Linked DNA regions of Hordeum vulgare: region 1 is linked to region 2. A link is a contact called in public Hi-C data. All regions are on one chromosome and are shown on one strand. Each heading gives the region's core, a stretch centred on a gene start, on an enhancer-like site or on the middle of the called end of the contact. The rest is flanking DNA. Distances are from core to core; before and after follow the strand shown.

Region 1 (4,336 bases), core at 388-2,887, 220 kb after region 2:
GTTTCTTGGTCATAAAAGAAACCCTTCCTTGTACTCTTTAATATATGTATTTCTCCTTTTTATGAAAAGACTCTAACAACATTTTGTTGCGATGGTAATACCGGTGACAAAAGGAGAAGAAAAGCAGCAATAAAAGAAAACTATGGTCCAAAGCTCCAAGTCAGGTGACAAGTGTTTGTGCAGGCACGAGCCATGCTCTCCTTTTCTCTGAATTGGAAAAATAAATAGTTTTGATTGCCGTGTTTGCGTATTTCTTCTAGAAAAGTTGTTCTAGGAAGCCTCACAAGTTTCTTGGTCGTAAAAGAAACCCTTCCTTGTATTCTTTAACCTATGTATTTCTTCCTTTTACGAAAAGACTATAACAACATTTTGTTGCCACGCTAATACCGGTGACAAAAGGAGAAGAAAAGCAGCAATAAAAGAAAACTATAGTCCAAAGCTTCAAGTCAGGTGACAAGTGTTTGTGCAGGCACAAGCCATGCTCTCCTTTTCTTTTAGTTGGGAAAATAAATAGTTCTGATTGCCGAGAGTAACTAAAAAAATTGAAAACTGTCGTGGGTCTTGTTTTCTTGAGAATAAACTTTTTTTGATTTTGGGAAACAATAGTGCGGTTCAAACCTCTAAGTCAGGTGACAAGTATTTGCCCATGGACGAATAATGCTCTTCTGTCTATGAGCTGGGAGAAATAAATGGTTCTTTTTTTGGGAGAGAAATAAATGGTTCTTAATGCCAATTAATAACTGAAATAAAACCATTATGATTTCGTAGATTTTTGTTCTTTGCAAACCTTTTGCTAATTTATACTCCATCCGTCCCAAAATTCTTGTCTTACATTTGTCTAGATATGAATGTATCTAGTCACTTTTTAGTATTTAGATACATCCTTTTCTAAGCAAACCTAAGACAATAATTTTAGGACGAAAGTAATACTCCATCCGTTCCTAAATATAAGTTTTTCTAAAGATTCCACTAATAGACTACATACGGATGTATATAGACATAATTTAAAGTGTAGATTCACTTTTTTCTCTGTATGTAGACTCCTAATAAAATCTCTTAAAAGATTTATACTATTTAGGAATGGAGGGAGTAGTTAGTTAGTCCTTAACCCAGCATCCCAAAGAAAAAAAAGAAAAAAAAAGGAAAGGAAAGCCGCTTTGAGAGGGGCGCACGGCCACACGAGGCGAGGTCTTGAAACCGTGCAAGGTAGGCTCCTTGCCTCTAGTTTTGTGGCATTCGATGCATGGATGCTGCACTAACCTTGAGGCAGGACAGTGTAAAATGAGGTTCCATCATCAAAGAAAAGAAATCACAATCTTTCTGGTACTCCAGATCTTAACCGTCCGTAATTCATTCATTCATGAGCCCAAGGGCGCCGCTGGTATGACACGTCACCGGGTGTACTGGAACGTTCGTATACTTCCTGGCACCCAAATACAAAGCACGTTTTTCTTTTGTTTGCACCGAAAAAAAAAGCAGAGATAGAGTGAGCGAGAAAAAGGAAGGGAGCAGCACCAAAACGAGAAGAAAAAAGAAATCCCGGAGATAGAGATGCCAAATCATTTCCATGCGGATCTCGCATCGCAGCCCACTCCCTTGCGGTGCCCACCCGCTACTTAAGGCGAGTGAGTGAGGCCACCCCCTCCACCCCCACACTGCTAGTCTTGTAGCGAGCGACACACCCACAGGGAGCGGCACAGAGCCACCACCACCACCCAACGCCACCAGGAAGCAGGGCCGCGGGAGCGGGACAGAGGAGGGACGGACGCCATGGGCGAGGTAAGCAAGGACGCCTGCTTGGTGCTGCATTCCTCGGCGGCGGCGGTGAGGCGGACTGAATCTTGACTGACTGACGCCGTCGTGTTGTGGTGTTTTCGCACGCAGGAGGAGAAGAAGCCCAAGGAGGAGGAGAAGCCCAAGGAGGAGGAGCCGAAGAAGGAGGAGAAGCCCAAGGAGGGAGAGGAGGACAAGCCCAAGGACGACAAGCCCAAGGAGGGGGAAGGGGAGGGGGAGAAGCCCAAGGAGGAGGAGGCGGCGCCCCCGCCGCCGCCGCCGCCGCCGGAGGAGGTCGTGATGCGGGTCTACATGCACTGCGAGGGCTGCGCCAGGAAGGTCAAGAAAATCCTCAAGAGATTCGATGGTAATGCGCCTCATCTAATCTAATTAATCCCTGCCCCGTAGTTTCCTCCGCTTTGCTGCATCAGGATTCGCCGTCAGAGTAAATCTTTTCGTCTTCGTTTGAGAAAAAAAGATCTTTTCGTTTTTTGAACTAGTATGCTTGCTGTCACGTGGGTTTGATTTCCTTAGCACAGGGACAGTTTTATCAAGTTCGTTCAGCACTTTTTTTTTGTTACTGATCTTATTAGGGAGTGCGTGCTTAGTGTATCTTGATTCACGAATCATCATAGTTAGTGGTCAACTTGTGTCATCCTTGCGGTTATGGGAAGGAAGCTTTGGTCATCAGATTTAGGAGACATGATGATGTGGTTGGTTTGCTCTAATTTTGTTTACTATTTCTCCTTGTCTCCTTATTTTTTTTCAAAAAGGTCCAGATTTTGTGTTTTTCTCTGTGCTGTTCTGATGTCCAATTAAGTGATATTGTAAGGATTAGGTCAATAGGTGGGCTAAGCTTTTTAATAATCAGATTCACCTAATTAATAGGATCCTCCTCCTTTCTCATCAGCCGCACATGAATCTAGTGGTTGATTAATTGTGAGGGGGATGACTTTTCACTCCAAAAGGTTGGAGTACATTCCAAGAGAATGACAGCCTTGAGTATACAATGCCCTTGAGGCCACATGTCCTCAAAAGTTAAGCTGATTCCTCAATCATCTCCAAATACTGCTCAAAATGTTCCAAGCACCTCTGCATATTCTCCATGCACTACTAGTTGTTGCTATCAAGGGAAAAATTAAGATTCTTTGGCTCAAAGATTCATTTTCTCTGTTCTACCTAGTACCACATCTGAAAACCTTTTTGTGCGGATTCAGGAGTAGAGGACGTCATTGCCGACTCTAAGGCACACAAGGTGGTTGTGAAAGGAAAGAAGGCGGCTGCCGACCCGATGAAGGTGGTCGAGCGTGTTCAGAAGAAGACAGGCCGCAAGGTGGAGCTCCTCTCGCCGTTACCGCCGCCGCCGGAGGAGAAAAAGGAAGAGGAGAAGAAGGAGGAGCCTGAGCCGCCGAAACCTGAAGAGAAGAAGGAGGTGAAGGACCTTAACAAATGCACGCAATGCAGTAGTCTGTATGGTAATTTTCGTTTCATTTCAGATTTGGCAAAACTGACTGGATGATGTTTCGTTTTGAAGCCACCGGTGATCTCTGTGGTGCTGAAGGTGCACATGCACTGCGAGGCCTGCGCGCAGGTCATAAAGAAGAGGATCGAAAAGATGAAAGGTGCGTAATGGGCTGCTGTGGGATTGCTTGTCCTTTTTTCATTTCTCTCTCGCGTCATTTTCATCAGGACAAAAACATCTATGGCCTTTCTCTTATACACTACTGTATTTGTTTTCACTAGGTCCTCCTAGAATTAGTGTACCAGTATGTCTCATGTTTGATGAATTACTTAGGATCTACCTAGTGATTGAGCAAAGGTCAAGCAAATCTTTTCTCTGTTGCAATGATGAAAAAGAGAGGGATTCCCTCTTTAGGTGGATGGCTGAAACAAAGGCAAAATGTGGGCCTTGTACGTGTAGTTCCTTTTCTTGCAAAAGATGCACAACTGTGGTGCAGATAAGATTCACTCCTTCACCTACCTGTCTGCCTATATACCGTGACAAGATTAATCTTGATTGTATAAGAATTATTCTGCCTAAAATCACACAAGATTAGGTCCATCCTCGAGCTCAGTAATACTTTTCGAACGTTGAGCTCAGTAATACTTGCTGTGTAGTATTGCTGATGATTTTGGTTCGAAATTATGCAGGAGTGCAATCTGCAGAGCCAGACCTGAAGGCCTCGGAAGTGACGGTGAAGGGCGTGTTTGAGGAGACCAAGCTGGCTGAGTACGTGCACAAGCGCACCGGCAAGCATGCAGCCATTATCAAGTCCGAGCCGGCTGCCCCGGCCGAGAAAGCCGGAGACGGCGAAGCCAAGGATGAAAAGAAGGCAGCGGAAGGCGGCGAGGAGAAGAAGGACGACAAGGAGGAGAAGAAGGATGACAAGGATGGCGCATCAGATGAGAAGAAAGAGGAGAAAGACAAGGAGGATGCCAGCGCCGGCGGCGAGGAGAAGGAGAAGGAGAAAGACCCCGGCGCCATCGCAGCAGCCAACCTCTACATGCACTACCCTCAGTTTGCGTTCCCGGGAGGGTACTACCCGCCGAGGCCGGGATACGC
Region 2 (4,406 bases), core at 1,193-3,692:
AGGGTAAGTATACGGAATCAAATTTTTCGATGTCAGGAAACACGTGGCATCAGGACATGAGCTTTCGATGCATGAGCCTGTGCATTCACGTAATTTGGTATCACCTGGAGAGGGAGAGAGTCATACGTGCAAACTGAATAGCTGATCTTAAAACAAGTTAATATGAGAAATTATTAAGAATGTAATCACCAACCATCGAATGAGGTCAGCGCCACAACGCTCATGCTTAATCTGGAAATTACTTGCTTACTCAAGGCACCTTTTCTGGATTTACTCAATGTCCCTACGGACTTAGCACTCAAACCTGGTTAATTGAAACAGAATCATGTGTGATACAGTTAATAAAACGTTCTACTATGAATAGTCAGGAAAAAGGAAGCAGAAATGGACTCACTTGGCCTAATTGCTTTCATCTCACTGTTCATTCTGGCCCTTGAAGCATCATCAGCCCCTTCCTTAACTCTAACACTGCAGCGCAACGCAGAATACTCAAAGAGATAAATCCACAAAGGCAACATATCACAACCACATACACAAAATGAGCAAGTATTAAACAAGGGAACAGAACAAGGGAGCCAAATAGTTACAGATATTTCACAGCAGAGAAATTTAAGAAAATCTTAAATAATTTCCACATGGGTCATCTTGTTAAATGTATGTTCAAGTCTAGCAGAAATATGTATTAGCGCCGGCATTGAAATAACAACCTTAATCTAGTACAGTGCAGATCTAAACAATTTAAGAAAAGAAACACATGAGTAGAAAAATAGCTAATGGGACAGTTTTGGGGATATAAATTCGTAAACCTTGGAACCTGCTGTTTGGCTTTGAGAATGATATACCTTGCATACAAACTCAAATAAAAATTGAAGGGATATGTAGAATAGGATACAGTAAGAGAGAAGCATGAGTAAACACCAAAGAGGGAATTGCAGTTCATCAATACTGAAAGTGTACATACCTGACCTTCCTGTGAAACAACAAGAATCGGAAAATTCCCTCCCTTCGCACGTAGGCGGTCTTCTCCATTTTGGTACGAGAGGAGTTCATCCCGACAAAGTTGCCATCAAAATCAACAAGGGGGCCTCCAATCCCCGCCTAGCACAGAAGTGACAATGAAGTTACATAGAAAATGCATGTAATTCATAATGCCTGAAACTGTACAAAAGCAGCTCACCTTGTGGATCCGGCACGTGCTTACGATTATCTCACTGGTTGCAGAGGAAAGATTTAGCCCGCTTGTGGCTGTCAAAAACCCAGAACTGAAACAGCGGTATACAGTTGCTACGTTCGTATGAGGCGCAGGCTGTATGTCACAATCAAGACTTCGGCGAGCGGCGGGAGGAGGCGCGGTGACGGGGGAGGGTTCGCGGCGAGCGGCGGGAGGAGGCGCGGGGAGGGTTCGCGGCGGGCGGCGGGAGGAGGCGCGGTGGCGGGGGGAGGGTTCGCGGCGAGCGGCGGGAGGAGGCGCGGTGGCGGGGGGAGGGTTCGCGGCGAGCGGCGGGAGGAGGCGCGGTGGTGGGGGGAGGGTTCGAGACGAGCGGCGGGAGGAGGCGCGGCGCAGCGAGCGGGGGGAGGAGGCGCGGCGAGCGGGGGAGCAGGCGCGGCGTATGGTCCGAGTGCGAGCGGGGGAGGAGGGAGCGGAGGAGGCGGTCGAGTGCGAGCCAGGATCCTCGTTCTTTTTTTCTTTTGAAACCGCTAGGATTGATTCCTCTCGCGAGACGTGGGATTGTTTAGCGCTAACGAAAACTGCATACTTTCGTTAATGACCTATCTAGACCCTTGATTAAGTGATTAGACGGTTGAGATGATGAGTTGGATCTTCCTCTTCGTGCTTTTATTAGTAGAGATAGAGATGAAACCGCTAGGATTGATTCCTCTCGCGAGACGTGGGATTGTTTAGCGCTAACGAAAACTGCATACTTTCGTTAATGACCTATCTAGACCCTTGATTAAGTGATTAGACGGCTGAGATGATGAGTTGGATCTTCCTCTTCGTGCTTTTATTAGTAGAGATTAGCGATTTAGTTTTGGCTCGTTAGCAATTTCATTAACAGCATAAACAGTTTGTTGATAACATAATTAAATAGTTTAAATTTATAGTTGAATTTGCCCTAGTGGTAGTACATAAATATGAGAATCCTCGTTTCTAGGAGTGCGAAATGCAATCTGAAGTGCAGAAGAGCAACTAGCACGGAACCCCGCCTAATCGCAAACAAGGACCCAAAATAGTATTTTCTCTAAACATCAACGCCTTGTTCGCGAAAACATCCCAGAAAATATCGAATATATCCCCATCGTCCCATTTATCCGCGTCCATCTTTCTCCTCTTCCCCTCGCGGCGGCGTCGTGGGTGGAACCCGCTCCAGGCATTCTTCCACCGAAGATCGGGACGATTTCTCTTGTAGGTGACGAACCCTAACTTGTTTGGATTTGCTCCCATCTTTTCTCCTGATCTAATTCTCTGTTTCTCTTCGATCGATACGTCCAGTTTTCCGCGGCTAGATTTGGCGTCGGGAGAGGGAATTCGATCTGAAAATGGGGCTGTTCCGGGCCGCGTCGGGTTTAGCCCGGGTGGCGCTGCGGAGGAGCCTGTCGCGCGCTCCGGCGAGCCCGTTCGCCGGCCCCGCGCCGCGGTACTTCCACTCGACGCTCCCCCGGCGGTACGCGGCGCCTGAGCCCCGCGCCGTGCCGCTCTCGCGCCTCACAGACAGCTTCCTCGATGGGACCAGCAGCGTGTACCTCGAGGAGCTGCAGCGGGCGTGGGAGGCGGACCCGACCTCCGTCGACGAGTCCTGGGACAACTTCTTCCGGAACTTTGTCGGGCAGGCCGCCACGTCGCCCGGCATATCCGGGCAGACGATCCAGGAGAGCATGAGGCTGCTGCTGCTCGTGCGCGCGTACCAGGTGAGCGGCCACATGAAGGCCAAGCTCGACCCTCTTGGGCTGGAGCAGCGGCCGGTTCCGGATGTCCTGGACCCGGCGTTCTACGGCTTCTCTGAGTCTGATTTGGATCGGGAGTTCTTCCTCGGGGTGTGGAGGATGGCTGGGTTCTTGTCAGAGAATCGGCCTGTGCAGACACTTCGTTCCGTGTTGGCGCGTCTGGAGCAGGCCTACTGTGGCACCATTGGTTACGAGTACATGCACATACCTGACCGCGAAAAGTGCAACTGGCTGAGGGATAGGATCGAGACAGTTAACCCAAGGGAGTACACCTATGATCGTCGGCAGGTCATGCTCGATAGGCTCATCTGGAGTACCCAGTTTGAGAATTTCTTGGCACAGAAGTGGACCACTGCAAAGCGATTCGGCCTCGAAGGTGCCGAGACACTGATTCCTGGTATGAAGGAGATGTTTGACAGGGCAGCTGATCTTGGTGTAGAGAGTATTGTCATTGGGATGCCACACAGAGGCAGGCTCAATGTCTTGGGAAACGTCGTACGTAAGCCCTTGCGACAGATCTTCAGTGAGTTTAGTGGTGGTACCAAGCCTGTCAACGAGGGGGAGGGTTTGTATACAGGGACAGGCGATGTCAAGTACCATCTAGGAACTTCATATGATAGGCCTACCAGAGGTGGGAAACATATCCATCTATCATTGGTTGCAAATCCAAGTCATTTGGAAGCAGTCGATCCTGTTGTTGCCGGGAAGACCAGAGCAAAGCAGTACTATTCTAATGATCTTGACAGGACCAAGAATCTTGGGGTGCTGTTGCATGGTGATGGAAGCTTCTCAGGGCAGGGTGTTGTGTATGAGACCCTGCATCTGAGTGCACTTCCAAACTACACCACCGGTGGTACAATTCATCTTGTGGTCAATAATCAGGTTGCATTCACTACTGATCCGATGTCAGGGAGGTCTTCACAGTATTGTACAGATGTAGCCAAAGCATTGGATGCTCCAATTTTCCATGTGAACGGTGACGACTTGGAGGCTGTGGTTTATACTTGTGAACTTGCTGCGGAGTGGAGACAAACATTTCATTCTGATGTAGTGGTGGATATTGTATGTTACCGTCGATTTGGGCATAACGAGATTGATGAGCCCTCCTTCACCCAGCCTAAAATGTACAAGGTACTATCCACACCCCCACCATGCTCCAAAGGAAAGAAAAAGGGAAAACACCATTATGATTATGATCCGGCACACAATTCTAAGTGCATTTTGCTTTTTTATTCTTAATTTCAGTCCTGGTCATTCCTTACTTTTTGAGTAATGTCATCTTCGGAACTCTGGCTAGTTTATCATTTAGTAGACAGAACTGTGAGCCATAAGTATTTTACTTATCTGTTGGTAAACAGAAGTAGAAAGATTGCCATAAATCAGCAATAAAACTGATTCCACATAATCAAATAGTGATGTTATACGTGTAACATGTTGCCTTTTACATTTCAAAAGTTCTTTCT

The links. Hi-C and Micro-C count contacts between places; a contact is called where the count stands out from the background.
Region 1: a Hi-C map of leaf shows a contact between it and region 2, with 2.4 times the contacts expected there. The contact joins the promoter of LOC123426551 here to the promoter of LOC123427969 in region 2. A contact is called at or near these places in 4 of 6 Hi-C or Micro-C datasets (leaf and seedling) and 1 of 1 datasets of contacts at active chromatin or transcription factors (embryo).

Annotation. Positions count from the first base shown.
Region 1 is chr2H:435,117,703-435,122,038 of MorexV3_pseudomolecules_assembly, forward strand. LOC123426551 (heavy metal-associated isoprenylated plant protein 7) reads left to right here and starts at 1,638. Exons shown (of 5, transcript XM_045110410.1): 1 at 1,638-1,779; 2 at 1,885-2,140; 3 at 2,991-3,205; 4 at 3,308-3,395; 5 at 3,925-4,336. The coding sequence starts at 1,771.
Region 2 is chr2H:434,897,682-434,902,087 of MorexV3_pseudomolecules_assembly, forward strand. It overlaps LOC123427969, which reads right to left and starts at 2,443. Exons shown (of 11, transcript XM_045112115.1): 1 at 2,247-2,443; 2 at 1,178-1,739; 3 at 962-1,098; 4 at 395-468; 5 at 194-304; 6 at 1-104. The coding sequence starts at 2,443. LOC123426549 (2-oxoglutarate dehydrogenase, mitochondrial-like) reads left to right here and starts at 2,164. Exons shown (of 9, transcript XM_045110408.1): 1 at 2,164-2,404; 2 at 2,492-4,074. The coding sequence starts at 2,539.